Regions from separate parts of the Siniperca chuatsi genome. Here region 1 is linked to region 2. A link is a contact called in public Hi-C data. All regions are on one chromosome and are shown on one strand. The core of a region is the stretch at or near the end of the contact, and the rest is flanking DNA. Distances in the headings are between cores, read along the strand shown. Region 1 holds the start of pex2 (peroxisome biogenesis factor 2). Region 2 overlaps zfhx4 (zinc finger homeobox protein 4).

The links. A called contact is a pair of places that touch in the nucleus more often than the background predicts.
Region 1: a contact with region 2 is called in a Hi-C map of skeletal muscle, with 2.5 times the contacts expected there. The contact joins the promoter of pex2 here to the enhancer-like site in region 2. A contact is called at or near these places in 2 of 3 Hi-C or Micro-C datasets (skeletal muscle and an unstated tissue).

What each region holds. Positions count from the first base shown.
Region 1 is chrLG19:12,115,359-12,121,898 of ASM2008510v1, reverse strand. pex2 (peroxisome biogenesis factor 2) reads left to right here and starts at 4,607. Exons shown (of 2, transcript XM_044177297.1): 1 at 4,607-4,713. The coding sequence starts at 4,710. LOC122866771 (trichohyalin-like) reads right to left here and starts at 4,490. Exons shown (of 29, transcript XM_044176862.1): 1 at 3,942-4,490; 2 at 541-690. The coding sequence starts at 4,202. trnal-uag (a tRNA gene) reads right to left here and starts at 3,894; the gene lies at 3,813-3,894.
Region 2 is chrLG19:12,015,771-12,022,292 of ASM2008510v1, reverse strand. The region is part of intron 1 of zfhx4 (zinc finger homeobox protein 4); the gene reads right to left. Among protein-coding and RNA genes, the nearest start is that of LOC122866228, 14 kb to the right of the region's middle. Within about 2 kb of position 1,387, the one cell type or tissue checked has an H3K27ac peak away from gene starts, as active enhancers do.

The DNA of each region.
Region 1 (6,540 bases), core at 3,358-5,857, 96 kb before region 2:
CCAAAAAGACACTTTGCACCCGAAGTTCATGTTGCAAATCTTTGCTGGGTTTCCCCTGGACAGTTGAGCCCAGTTTTTCTTGTACATTTTCTTTGAGCTTACAAGTATTTCATGCTCTTGTTTCATACGTGTGGGCACACACAAGGGGAGTCGTGGGTATCTTCAGGTTGTAGGTTCCATGCTCCAAAATATACTATACATAATACAATCTAAATTTCCAAACTTGTGCTTTATCAGAAAAAGTTTTTCAAGAGAATATTATCTGCATGTACAGTTGTGGGTATACTGTGAAGCATGTCTCTAAAACCATTCTAAAGCTCTTTATGTATTGAGAGCATTTGTCATAGGGAGTGTATTCCCTGCAGATGGTTCTCCTGGAGATACTAATATCTTTTAAGGAAATAAATACCATAAAGATTACTGTAAATTTGTTTAAAATACAGAAAAATCAAAGGAAACAATGATTTTTGTTTATGTTCTATATCTTGGCCAACTACTTCATTAAGCCCAATAGTTATAAAAACATTTGTAAAACCTTACATCCAAAATACGATCAGAAGTGCGTAGCTTCATTCCCCAATTGGAAACCTTGTGGTCAGCTTCCTTCTGTAGATCCTCAATGGTCTGAACCAGCACCTGGTTCTGTTCTGCGAGGTCATTCACATAAGACCACAGGAAATTCACTTTCTTCTGCAAGAATAACAGCACAGCAGGATCAAACAGTGTGTTTTAACAAGCTGACAGTAGAACCAAGCAGTTTTCTTTCTATAATACAAATTTTTTTTATTAAGTCAGTCAAATCAATGACAAACTAAAATGTTTGCTTAAATCAAGAAAGCAGTAAACACATATTTTGTACATGAAAAATGATGTACAACTTCGGTCACTCAGAAACAAAATCCAGCAGTTTTGCCTAAAAATGTCAATGAAATAAAACTATTTTGTATTTGCTTTGTATGCTTTGGGGGAAACAATTACATTTTTGTGAACCTATGAAGACAACTTTTTTTCACTGGCATTGTTGTTTGTTTTCCCTTCAATATCCACTGGTGGCAACTAAATTGTGATTTATATATTTAGGATTATGTTTAGGCAAATAAAACAGAAGAGAAAGATCACTAACAAACAAAAAAAACTATATCAAATGTTTAAAACACACTGAATTACAGCATGGGAAGGGACACAAATGCTAGTCTACGATGTTGAAGTGAAACACCAAACCAATCCATCCACGCCAATTTTCACGCTGCAACTTTTCACTGTGCTATAAGAACATCACACTACCTCCTACGTTGGGGACAAAAGTTGCCAATGAATATAAATCATTATTACAAATTAGTTGCAATATGAATGTAGCTCCTAAGAGACAGAGTTCCAAAGACAGTATGTCATCTTCCCTGACCTATAAATGTAGTACTCCCTCTTGGCAAATCAGTGTTTTTGAAATTGACAGATTAAGGAAGTGAGATGCATAGTTTCCCGAAGATCCGTCAAACGTAAAAGTGATGTCAGATGTCACTTTGACACACAACTGAATGAACAGGAAAAGGCCTCCAATGTTGATGCCTCAGAAGGGAAACATGAGAGCTCCCCAGACAAACAGGATAACAGAATCTGAAAATGTATGTTTTATTTAGTTATATTTAACCCTTATGTCTTTAGAGTAGTCCCATTGAGATTAAGAATGTGATTAAACAGGGAGATACATGGGGTGGAGAGTCAATAGTCTCGCAGCGCAGGTTGTAATTCTTTTAGTTTGTGACAAAAACACACATCTGAAGACAACGAGTAGAAATTGTGGTGATGGTGAAATCCACTGCTGATGGCCACAGTCTCTCGTTCCACCGCAACAAGTAGCCCATGCATTTTTAACATCTGGATTAGGACCCACAAAACGAGAGCAGCAACACCTTGCTTATGAGGGAAGCTGAGATATGTAATTCATAGCCTAAGATAACATCATCAAAGCTGATGATTCTTTACATCAGATTTACGGCAGCTCTATTGCTTATTGTAATACATTTTGACTTGCATCACTTGCTTACTTATGTTTAGTTTAATAACACATCCATTTTAACCATATGCTTGTTATTAGTAGGACTTTATAGTAGGATTGAATTTCCTGTCTAAATCATTGCCCTACTTTCATCATGAATCATCACCTTCATGGGGGGTATTAAATTGGTTTTGAAATTTAAAACTTGTTTTACTTCCCAGAACCTCTATATAAAACTAGCCCAGCAATGGAGGTCAGATAGTCTTGGCTGTCATACAGCAGCCCGCCTAGGATTCACAATAGATGACCTCTGAACTGTATTATTAGAAAGGAATACTTCATGAGCAGGCAAGAGTATGTAGTTGGTCAGGGGTTAGGGCAGGTTCAGAAAGATGTTGTTTCCTGTTGCTGCTTTATGTCTGGGAGAATGCATTTCTAAGTACACATTTTATTGTTTACAAAAAATAGGTCACCTGAACATGCTTCACAACTGACATAATATATCAAATCTGCACAGTTCTTCAGTACAGTCTTTCGGGTCAGTCTTTTATCTCAGTTAAAAAAACCTGCTTGTGCAGTTGTTCCTTAAAGAGATTGTACAGGTAGCCAGATACCCTATATATACAATGATTGCAGCTCTGATTAAAAAAAAAAAGAGTGCCACTGAATTTCAGAATTTTCTTGCCTTAGAGGAGCACCTGTACATCTATGTTCATGAACCTCTGTCCCCTACAGCCAAAAAAGTCAACAAGCAGTTTATACCGTCCCTTGACGCATAATATAAAACTGATGTATAGCTTCAGGGGAGAGTAACTTTACAAAGACAGTAGATGTGACAGTATCTAAGATAACATTCTAGGGTTGACATTGTATTTTAAAGGTGTGGAACTGAAAATGCATCCATTATATAAAACTCAATAGCATGTTGGTTTACTGTTTTCCAGTTTTGGAACAGCTATTCAGGATCACTGCCCTAAAGCATAAGAAAAACATTTTTATATGAATTCTTTCATTAGGAGGTTGTTCAAGTGTTTTAACATGTTAGGAAACATCCTAAACCTACAGTGGGTTCATGGATGAATGGGCGTTGTGTTTTCAATGGACAAGCTTTGTGATTAACTGTCCACATCAACCTTTAGGACTTGGGAGCTCCTGGGTTCTAAACACATAACCTTGTTAAACAGGCCAGCGACTGGGGCCGGCTGACTGAAACCCATCTCTGAAACCTTGTTACCTGTGCTTTGATGCACAGCCCAGCTCACACGGGCTACATTCTGTAGCTAAATGATGTCACATGACAATCCTGATGATTAGAAACCTCTCTTTTTTAAATATGAGTGTGGATCTGTGTTCCTGATCTCTGCCGCTCAGATGGAAACATAATGCAATTTGCCACCTGTTACAAGTGCTGCGGCTTTATGAAAGCACCCCTGCGCTTCCTCCTGTCATTTGTCTGACAGGACGGAGGTCATCTTCTGATGCCCGAGTCACGCTGAACAGGATGCTCTTTGATTTGTATTGGATGGATGGTAACCTAATGACAATAGATGTCTGCAGAAAACTACACATCTTGTAGAGACTTCAGGGTCTGAATGGGGTACTCAATAATGCTTTTTAATATATATATATATATAATTGACGCTGTTCACATGAATACAATCCAGGGTGCAGAAACCTCGATGGTTAACTACGGAGGATGTGCCCAGTGGAATGAGGAACACTTGATGTCAGTGTTAAATTAGTCCCTATAGATGACTAGGGGATCTATATTTGATTACGATGACCTGACTATACATCCAGCCCACTGAGGTCATAATGGAAGCGGTGGGATTCGAACCCACGCCTCGAGAGAGACTGGAGCCTAAATCCAGCGCCTTAGACCGCTCGGCCACGCTACCGTTGTCACGCTGCAATTCAAAAAACATCTGGACGAAGATTTACTAACCTGCATCAGTTCCTCTCTGGTTAAAGTGTTGTCCAACTCAAGAAATCTCAACCTCTGCTCGTAAAGTCCTTTGAACTCGTATAGAAGCTGTTTCACGTTGTTTGTCTCGGTCTCAAGACCCTGGATGGCAACTTTCAGCTCTACTTCGCCTGAGGGAGAGGGCAGGTTCAAAGCATCACTTCCATGTCCCGACAGCTTCGAGTTGTCCCCTGACTCTGGTGATGTTGTCTTTTGGTTCATGGTTGTGCAAGTTTTCAGCATTGCTCAAATAAAGTATCTGCACTGTTTATGAAACAAACCACAGTCTTGAAATGGCTAACTAGCTAACTATCAAAATCGTGGCTTGTCACTCTGATTAAATCTTTGCACTGCCTTATAGTTTACACTATTAGACAATAGTAACCTGAAAAAAGTCAATGCATGGCATTTAGAGTGCATGTTAGACATTATCTGTGTTACTTTATGTGAATTACCGTGGCTTCTCCAACAACTTGGTCGCTATGTGCCGTTACTACAACGGAGGACGACTATGAGTGTATTATTTCCAGACCGAACGACGCTTCCCCCTGCAGTTTGCCGCTGTGTTAGCGCTGTGTGTTCTGATTGGCTAATTTTGACGATTGGCCTCGTAATTGTGACGTACCTGCACACCATTGGTGAGTTTTCTTCAAGAGGCGGGGTACATTTTTACAACCCGGAAATACAGATTGTTTTAGTCGTATCAGGGAGGACTGGACTACATTGAGTTCACCTTTCCCCTGAAAAGAAATGGGTAAATATATATTCGTTGTGTTATTTAGCGAACATTCAAGTATGGATTATTTTCTTCCATATCCTAGTATTTCCACAGGAAACTCAAATGCGGCTCGTCGGCTTCTTTTAAGCGGCTTAAAGACTCGTGGTCTAATGTTATCACCTCCTTGTTGCTGTCTAGTGACTGTTGTTTCTCCAAAGATGTATTTGTTCCCTTTTCATGCATGTTTTGCATTTAAAATCAAATCGATGGTTGATGTCTATCGATGTGCATAGCGCATACGGTTCAAATGACCAACTCTTGTGATTCATTACGAGTCCTCTCCAGGTATATTTACCAACTGCAACTTTGGATGGTAACCTTGTAAGAGTGTGTTCCCGTAGGAGTGTGTTATACTGCTCTGCACATAATTCCATTATTCCCCTAAATAATCAGTGCCAGAGATCAAAACCTTCCACATTGAGATTCAAGGCAAAGTTGATCTTATTGATTTTCAAGAGACTACTCACTTCATTTCTCTCATCCCAATCATCACTCCTCTACTCTTATCTATCTCTTGGTTATATCTCTCTTTTCCAGTGGCTTTGACTGTATTGCTCTTGCACACTCTGCCACAACCTAATCCCCACTGTGATTATCACATAATGCTCTTGCCTTATTATCAAAATGGAGCAGATTTAGGTTTTGTTGTTGTTAAAGATTGATGGGCATGGGCTAAAAAATTAGAGACAATGTCATTATGAGGAGAATGTGGAGCGGCTGATTGCATGAGATTGAAGTATAGGCGTTTGCCTCTGGAGCTAAACACTTAGTGTAATGAGTGTGTTTTTAAGGGAGTCACTGAAGTTAAATTGGGCTGTGATCTCACTCTGGGGTTATAAGGTCATTTTATACAGTTTCCAGATGAAGGCAAGTGATAAAGGCAGTGGGGTTATCTGTGCACTTATTTTTTAAAGAATTCCATCCTAGATGGATTAGCTTTATAGTTTTAGTCATAAAACAAAAAACATTATACTGCACATACATAGTGGCCTATTTCATAAAGTAAAATGGCTTCAACTAATATATATATTTTCTGACCAAGGTTTTTAATTTCAGTCATTTAAATTTTAGAAGCTCTAATCAGCAAACATTAGGCATTATACTGGATAAATGACTAACAATTAATTAAATATTTTTTCCATATTTGCAGTGCACTAGCTATAATGTGTACATTGCCAGAAGGCACTTTTTTCTTATTTTTGCAGGAAATCAAGGCATTAACTTCCAAATTCAGATGAAAGTATAACATGTCAACATGTCATTAGGGGTGCAATTTGTAGCGGCAGCAATCCAATTCCCCAAATTGATTCGTAGATACATATCAAAGATGAATTCCTAAAAGTAGCTAGCATCTGTTCAGTGGGGTTGACTGTGGCAAACTCTTAAATCTCTCATCCTGCAATGCCCTTCACATTCTCATAGATTTTACTGGACACAAAAATCAGCTTCCCCTCAGGTTAGAATTTTCCACTCCCACACACATTTTAATTGTTGCACAGAAACAGACAAAATGTTTTCACTTTTATTATGCCTGTGTTTTTCATGCGTAAAGAGAAGCTAAGAAATGTGCTGATCAAATATTCCTCAGCATAGCACATTTTTATTTGCATGAGGTGAGGCCCCAGTCCTCTCTCATTGACTCCTAACAAAGACACAACTTCAGTTCTCTCATTTATTAGCTGTTCCGCTTTTTCTTCCACATTCATTGTGCCTCTCTGCCCTCTAAATGTTTCATTACTTTTTAAGTTGTTTTTTGCAAACCCCTGTACTTATTACTCATACAGCCTTAGCATACTCAACCTT
Region 2 (6,522 bases), core at 138-2,637:
CGCCTTTGTCTTTGGCCAACAAGGAAGAGAATGTATCATTTGTCATGAGACGTCTTGTGCTATTGTGGTGTATTTTTTCTCAAACCTGGAGTAACTTAGTCATTCATCAACTTTTTTCCCCTCTTAACTCAGAGCTTGTCTTTTTAACTTCTCTTTGGATGAGGTAGTTGTGCATATATTTTTTCTGGATTTGATTTTACCTTGCCAGCTTTTACAACTATGAAAGTACTTTGTAGAGCAATCGATAAAATGTGGCATATAACCTTTTGTACTGTGCATTATTTTGTTGGTAAGTACATGAGGGACAAACCTTTCTAAAACAAAAGCCTGCTGAATGCTTTGTTGAATATGTAAGATGAGGACTTTGAGGCACTCACATGGACCTGAAGGGCTGAGCAAGTGTCCTTCATGGTGACTGCATCAAGGAGTATAGAGGACAAGCAATGTCACAGTCTGAAAGGTAAATGCAGCTTCAAGTCTACACCGAATAGATACATATGTACAGCAATAAAGTAAAAGTTTAGAAATATCAGTAAGGAGGCAGTTTCTCTTTGCTTTCGAATTGCCCAATCCCTGTTCTCCCCTCCCTACCTGACTGCCATGCCACAGAAAAGAACATCCAGAGATGCAAATGAAAGACGAGACAGAAAGCAACAGAGAACATGAGACAGAGACTCCAACAGAGATCCAAAGAGAAAGCAAATCAGTGAGACAATATGAGAGAAAGAGAGAGGCCTAATTTTTTCAACAGCCCATTTTATTTCACATAAACCTGAGAATCTTAGCCACCCCCAGGGCCCACAGGACCTCAGATCAAACAGAATGAGTCCTCGAACACACGGCCCCGATTGTTCTTTCCCCACCCTGCGAAATCCCCCCACTTCCACTTTGAAATGAAAAGAATAAACATATTATTCTAAATGAAATACCCAGACCCATGTTTTTCCATGGCTAATATCCTGTACGAGATGGCTGATGCAAAATAGGCAGGAGAGCCTGAGAACGGGATGGAGTACAGAGGGAAGAGAAAAATCCCCCTCTTTCTATTTTCCCTTAAGAGACTGATGAAGGCCTGGCGAGATGAGAGAGAGAGAGAGTGAGAGACAGACAGACATAGACATGAGAGAGTGAGAGAGAGAGAGAGAGAGAGAGAGAGACAGAGGGAGAGAGAGAGAGAGAGAGAGGGTAACGCAATCCTGACTGGCGCAGGACCAACAGCAACAAAAACATTTAGATAACCGCGCTCAATAATGAACGATTTCAATGAGGACAAAAATTACATTTCCTACAGATAACATGCCCCCTTCCCATAACAGAGCCTCGAAACCACGTCATGCTCAACAGTGGTGCACTGGAGTATTATGTTAGGGGAGGGTTGTAGTAACTATATTAGTATCCTTTTACCCCGCCAGAGACAGTACTTTACTGGTTGTAAGATAGAGTTGGCAGAGCTGAGAGAGACAGGGAGAAATATAGACCTTGTATGACAACTCTAGTTTCTAGCCTACACTAGTTTCACTGGAAAAGCAACAAATTACTCCTCAACCGACTCTGCCTGAGCTATACTGCTACCAGTAGCATGGCTCAAACGATTACCGATCTGCAATACACACTACAAGGGCCACTCAAAATAACACTCCACATACACATAACCAAGGATCGCTGCAGCACACTTGATCCTCACAGGTGGTGCAGGTCACAGCGAGAACACCATCCCCACCTTTCCCATCCACTAAGCACTCACTTCCTTTCAGTCTGTCAAGTTGCTGAGAGGGGAAGAGGCAAGAAAAGAGGAGATATAGCGTGGAAAGGAGGCAGAGAAAGAGAGAGGGAGTCTTTGTCCTCCTCCACTCAGCTCCAGCACGTTTCCTCCTCGGATCTGGCCAGCATTAGCATATGAAAGGCGAGGGAAGGCGTGCAAAAGGTCAAAGAAAGAGGATCCTGTCCAATGAGAGACAACAAAAACAGGCCACACCGGCCTTTGTGGCGTTCATGTTCTCCTCTAACCAACCTCGCACCCCTCCTCGACCCTGGATCATTTCCATACGCCAGATGCAATAGCAATGATGACGGTTGATCATAAATTACTCATAAAGTCGAGTCGGGTCATATGGAAGTCACGGTGGCAATTTTAAGCTGCGTCACCACCCTTGTACCCCCTCCTACCACTACCACCAGAGCTCACACACATGCAGGCATTCACATAAAACACACCTGCCTCGCAATTCCACAATTCCCTCTACCCAGACGGTATCCGACCAAATCCTTAGCAAACATCTCAACAAAGGAAAAAGTAAGAACAGTGTAGTTTGATTTGATCCATGAAAGCCGCTCCCTTCCTTCCATGTAAATGCTACCTGAGCCACATCCATCCACTACATAATTGCACACTTCAGTGCTTTAGGGATGCAGTTTAGTATATACATGGAGGCTTAGGGAGCCCAGAGTTTCCCAGTATCCACAGTTACTCTATTATCATACATATTGCCTCACATGACAGGTTCCATCTGCTGGCATCCGAACAAACAGCCAAAAACACCAGCCTGGTGTTTCCGGGTCCTCTCCAGCAAACACAGTCCTCTACCGGCAACAGTGGTCAGAGACAGAGGGCCTGTTGGGGAGAAACGGAAGAGAGGGAGGGAGAGAGAGAAGAGGGGTAGAGCATTTCATCTCTCTTTCATCTCTGTCACCCAGTCAAGCGTTCAATGCCCCATTCAGCGCCTGCCCAGCATTATGCAAAATAATGCTAATCCCCTTTCCCGTGCTTTCACACTTGTATAAACCGCCGTTCCTGCCTCTGAAAAGCAATTATATCAGTTTACGTTCCTGTCAAAAAACAGGATTAGCATGCAAGTACTAGTAGCACCAACTAGGCCCAATCTCTATCCACCTTTGGCTAGTGGGAAGCACAGAAAATTAAATGTTTGTCCACCCTCCCCCTTAAAAAAGAAAGTCCTGCTGCTTGGTTGGGGGCAGCTATAAAGATGTGTTGTAATTAGATATTTGGGTGGAATGAAAAGAAGGGCTGAACGTTTCAAAGGCAGAACTCCTTGTCCCTGTTATTTAGGCCCAAGCTTTTCTTTGCCAGAATCTCAGTCTTGTACAATAATCAAAAACAAATTCAGCTATGTCGCTACACAGAGCCATACCAGTCTCACAGTCCCGGTCTCGCTTCACAGACAGCAGTGTGTTACACATGTGACACACACAGACTGACACACACGACACACAACTGAACTGCTGTTGTCCCCTCCAACACATTGCCGCCACATGCGCACGACCTTGCCAATGCACGAGTGCACATGCAAACACACACACTGAGCAGACAAGGAAAGATGGCAGAGTATTTTTGAATATGCAAATGCTCGTACAAATGGAACGTGTGTAAATAGGAGTCATTGTGTGCTGGTTTAATCTGGACAGTCGGGCCTCTCTCTACCCCACTCATGTTTTGGGGGGAGAAGGATGCACACCCATCCTGACTGACGACAGATCAGGGGACATTAGTCAGCACAATTAGCCAGGTCGTCATGGCGACTAATGAAATTTGGCAAAGCGGCCAGCCAGAGACTTAAATGAGCTAGCTGGTTATGTGCTAGCACGGGGGGCTGGCTGGCTGGCTGCTGGCTGGTTGCCTTACACACACCCATTATTCTCTTTTCTGCCGTGGTGGTACAATGGAGTCACTTGTATCTCAGCCGATACCCACCGGCGATACAAGCTCTCCGCCTGACAATTTGCATATGTTAATATAATTAAGTGCTAATTACACTAAAACTCGCATATTCACAAGCACCCTCCCCAGGAGCTACGGAGGGGCTTGATCTCGTTCCAAGTCTTTAACCCTCCTCCGCCTCTCGCTCAGTGTGTGTGATAGAGAGAAAGTGTGTGTTAGCGGTGGTGCCCCAGGGCTGACAAAGGAAGCACCCCCCCCCCCCTTTGAGACATAATGCTGAGCTGCTGCGGACTTCTTAGCTTCTTCCCCTACAGGCCTCGCTGAACCAGGAGACCCTGACACTACTACTGCAGACCGTCAACCCCCCCCCACCACCACCACACACACACACACACACACACACACACACACACACACACACACACACACACACACACACACTACATAACCAAGAGAATATCACACCTTGATCTATCTAAAATATTCAGCTTTTAGATAGCTCTTTGCATCAGAAACTGCATGCTTTGAACAGTTGCAAAATACATGTTGCATAAAACAGTATGAAAATCTATGAAAAACCTCAGGAAGAAGTGTGAAAGAGAGAATCTGAAAAAGACAACTTGGCCCATCAGTCAAATATGATTGGTACAAAACACTGGTTGTGTGTATATGTATTTGGCTGGGATTGTAACTTCACTGCTCCAGCTTGGAAGTCTTACAATGTGTTTATTTTTACTTTGTAAATTCAACCACCCATCATTCGTGTGAGGAGAATGCTGGGTATGTTCAATATTGAAGCTGGTGACCAGAATGATAGCAGTTATTTGAGCCATAGATAAGAGACAAAAAATCTACATGATTCCCCCCAGTGAGTATGCGTGTATGGATGTGAGAGTGTGTGTAGGCCTGCCGTTTTGATAATGGAGGACAGGCGGTTGTGCTTTTCACATCGTAATGGCCGTGAATCAAGGAGGAAGCCAAGCGGTCGTGCTACAATTAGAGCTCTTTTGTGCCTCTTCCTCTGTCTCTTTCTCCCTCTCTTTTCGTGTTTTCACTCGCTGACACTCTCCCTATCAAGAGTATGTTAAAACAGTCTACTCTGCTCTGCTGCAAATTCTGAATGGGGGGGGGGTTGAGTGGGGGGAAATTCACACTGTGCTGCTGCTGGACACACATGTACACACGCACCAGATGGTACAGGAAGGAGGATTAAATAAACACACATGCACAGACACACACCTATTGGCAGACAGACGCCTCTGTGTGCACCGTCCCTTAATGAATGTCTATGGGGAGTCAAAGGGTCCAAGCTCATTTAGTTGACTCTCAATGAGATGCAGCATTATGACTATGGTAATACGCTTCTCCCTTCCCCAATAATCATACACAGGTCATTGTGTCAGAGTAATTCATTTCTATCACACACATACGCCAGATGTTATTACGCAGGCGAGTAAATCTCTCCAATGGATGTCGATGGGCTTCTAAGCAAAAAAGGTTCAAAGTGGAGGAGAAAGAGAAGAGGAAAAAATATATTGTTACAGCAGTCCAGCTTGTAGTATGCTATACTGTTTGCTCAAGCATGACTGCTGGTAATGCAGGTTTGGATGTAGCTCTGTGTGTGTGTGTGTGTGTGTCTTTGAAGCGGGGGGGGGGGCTCCCCTTCACTAATACCTGCTACTCGGATTACCACAGCGTCTTAAGTATTCAACCGGACTCATATTTCCCCTTTCTGCTTTTTATCCAAATTGGCTGTCTTTACACTGTAAAGCAGCGATATAGCCCTCCTTACTAAGGGCCTATGGGGGATCCACGAAGAAGAACATTAAAATGCAGCGATAGCCTTGTTGCAAAGCTCCTCTCTATTTCTTTCTCTCTCTCTCTCTCTCCCGCTCTCTCTTTCTGCAGCAAAGGCTTCTAAATCATCCAGCCTCCTCTATTAGACGGGAGACTTATTGAGGTAGAAACCATAAAAAATGAAGAAGGGAAATTTAATCCCTGAAATATTGATTTGCACATTAATATCAGATAGGCAGAGGGCAATCTAGCCGGGTGGAAATGACACATTGTCGACCCCTATGAGAGGCCCGAGCCAATCTTCTAGCTGCATGTGTCTTGGGCCCAGGAGTTATAGGACAGACTCAGCCCCTGTCTCTCTCCCTCTCCCATCCTCTCCTCCTCCCAGTACCCTCTCAGCCCCCTCCATCCGCACCCTTAATGAAGGCTGCAATGCTGAAAATGCATTAGCTTTTAATAATCAAGAAGCATTTTCAAGCCAACAGCTATTGTCCTCCCAGGGCTATCTGCCCATCTCTCACACTATATGTTTTTTTTTATCCCTTCCCTCTACTGCTACGGGTAAAATGAATGTTACAAGCTGCTTAACTAACATGCAGAGATATACACACCCAGCCTTTGATAGTAAGCCATCCTGCACAGAAAAACAAAAACAAGGGGCCTGGGCTTCTGCAAACATAAACCTCAGAAATTCTCTCATTTGCAAGACAAGAAAAATAACAGAGATTCTGTTATTATAGAGTGAGACAATACCATCATTAACTGATGAAATTCACTGCAATTAGACAGGATCATCTACTCTCATAATTTCACTTTTTTGATTTTTTTTAGGCCTAGGCTGTATTTTTGTAATGAAATGTAGGATTTTATGCAGATGCAATTAAATTGTCTGGACTAGAGAGAAGATCCATCCTGTCCAAAAATCATCAGTGTTCGTAGTTTATCAATCTATAAAATTGATCTGATTTAAGTTAACATTTAACTTATGGAAAAACAGGAATGTCTTATTCAATTTAGTTTTTAAATTAAAATATCAGACTACGTTTTCA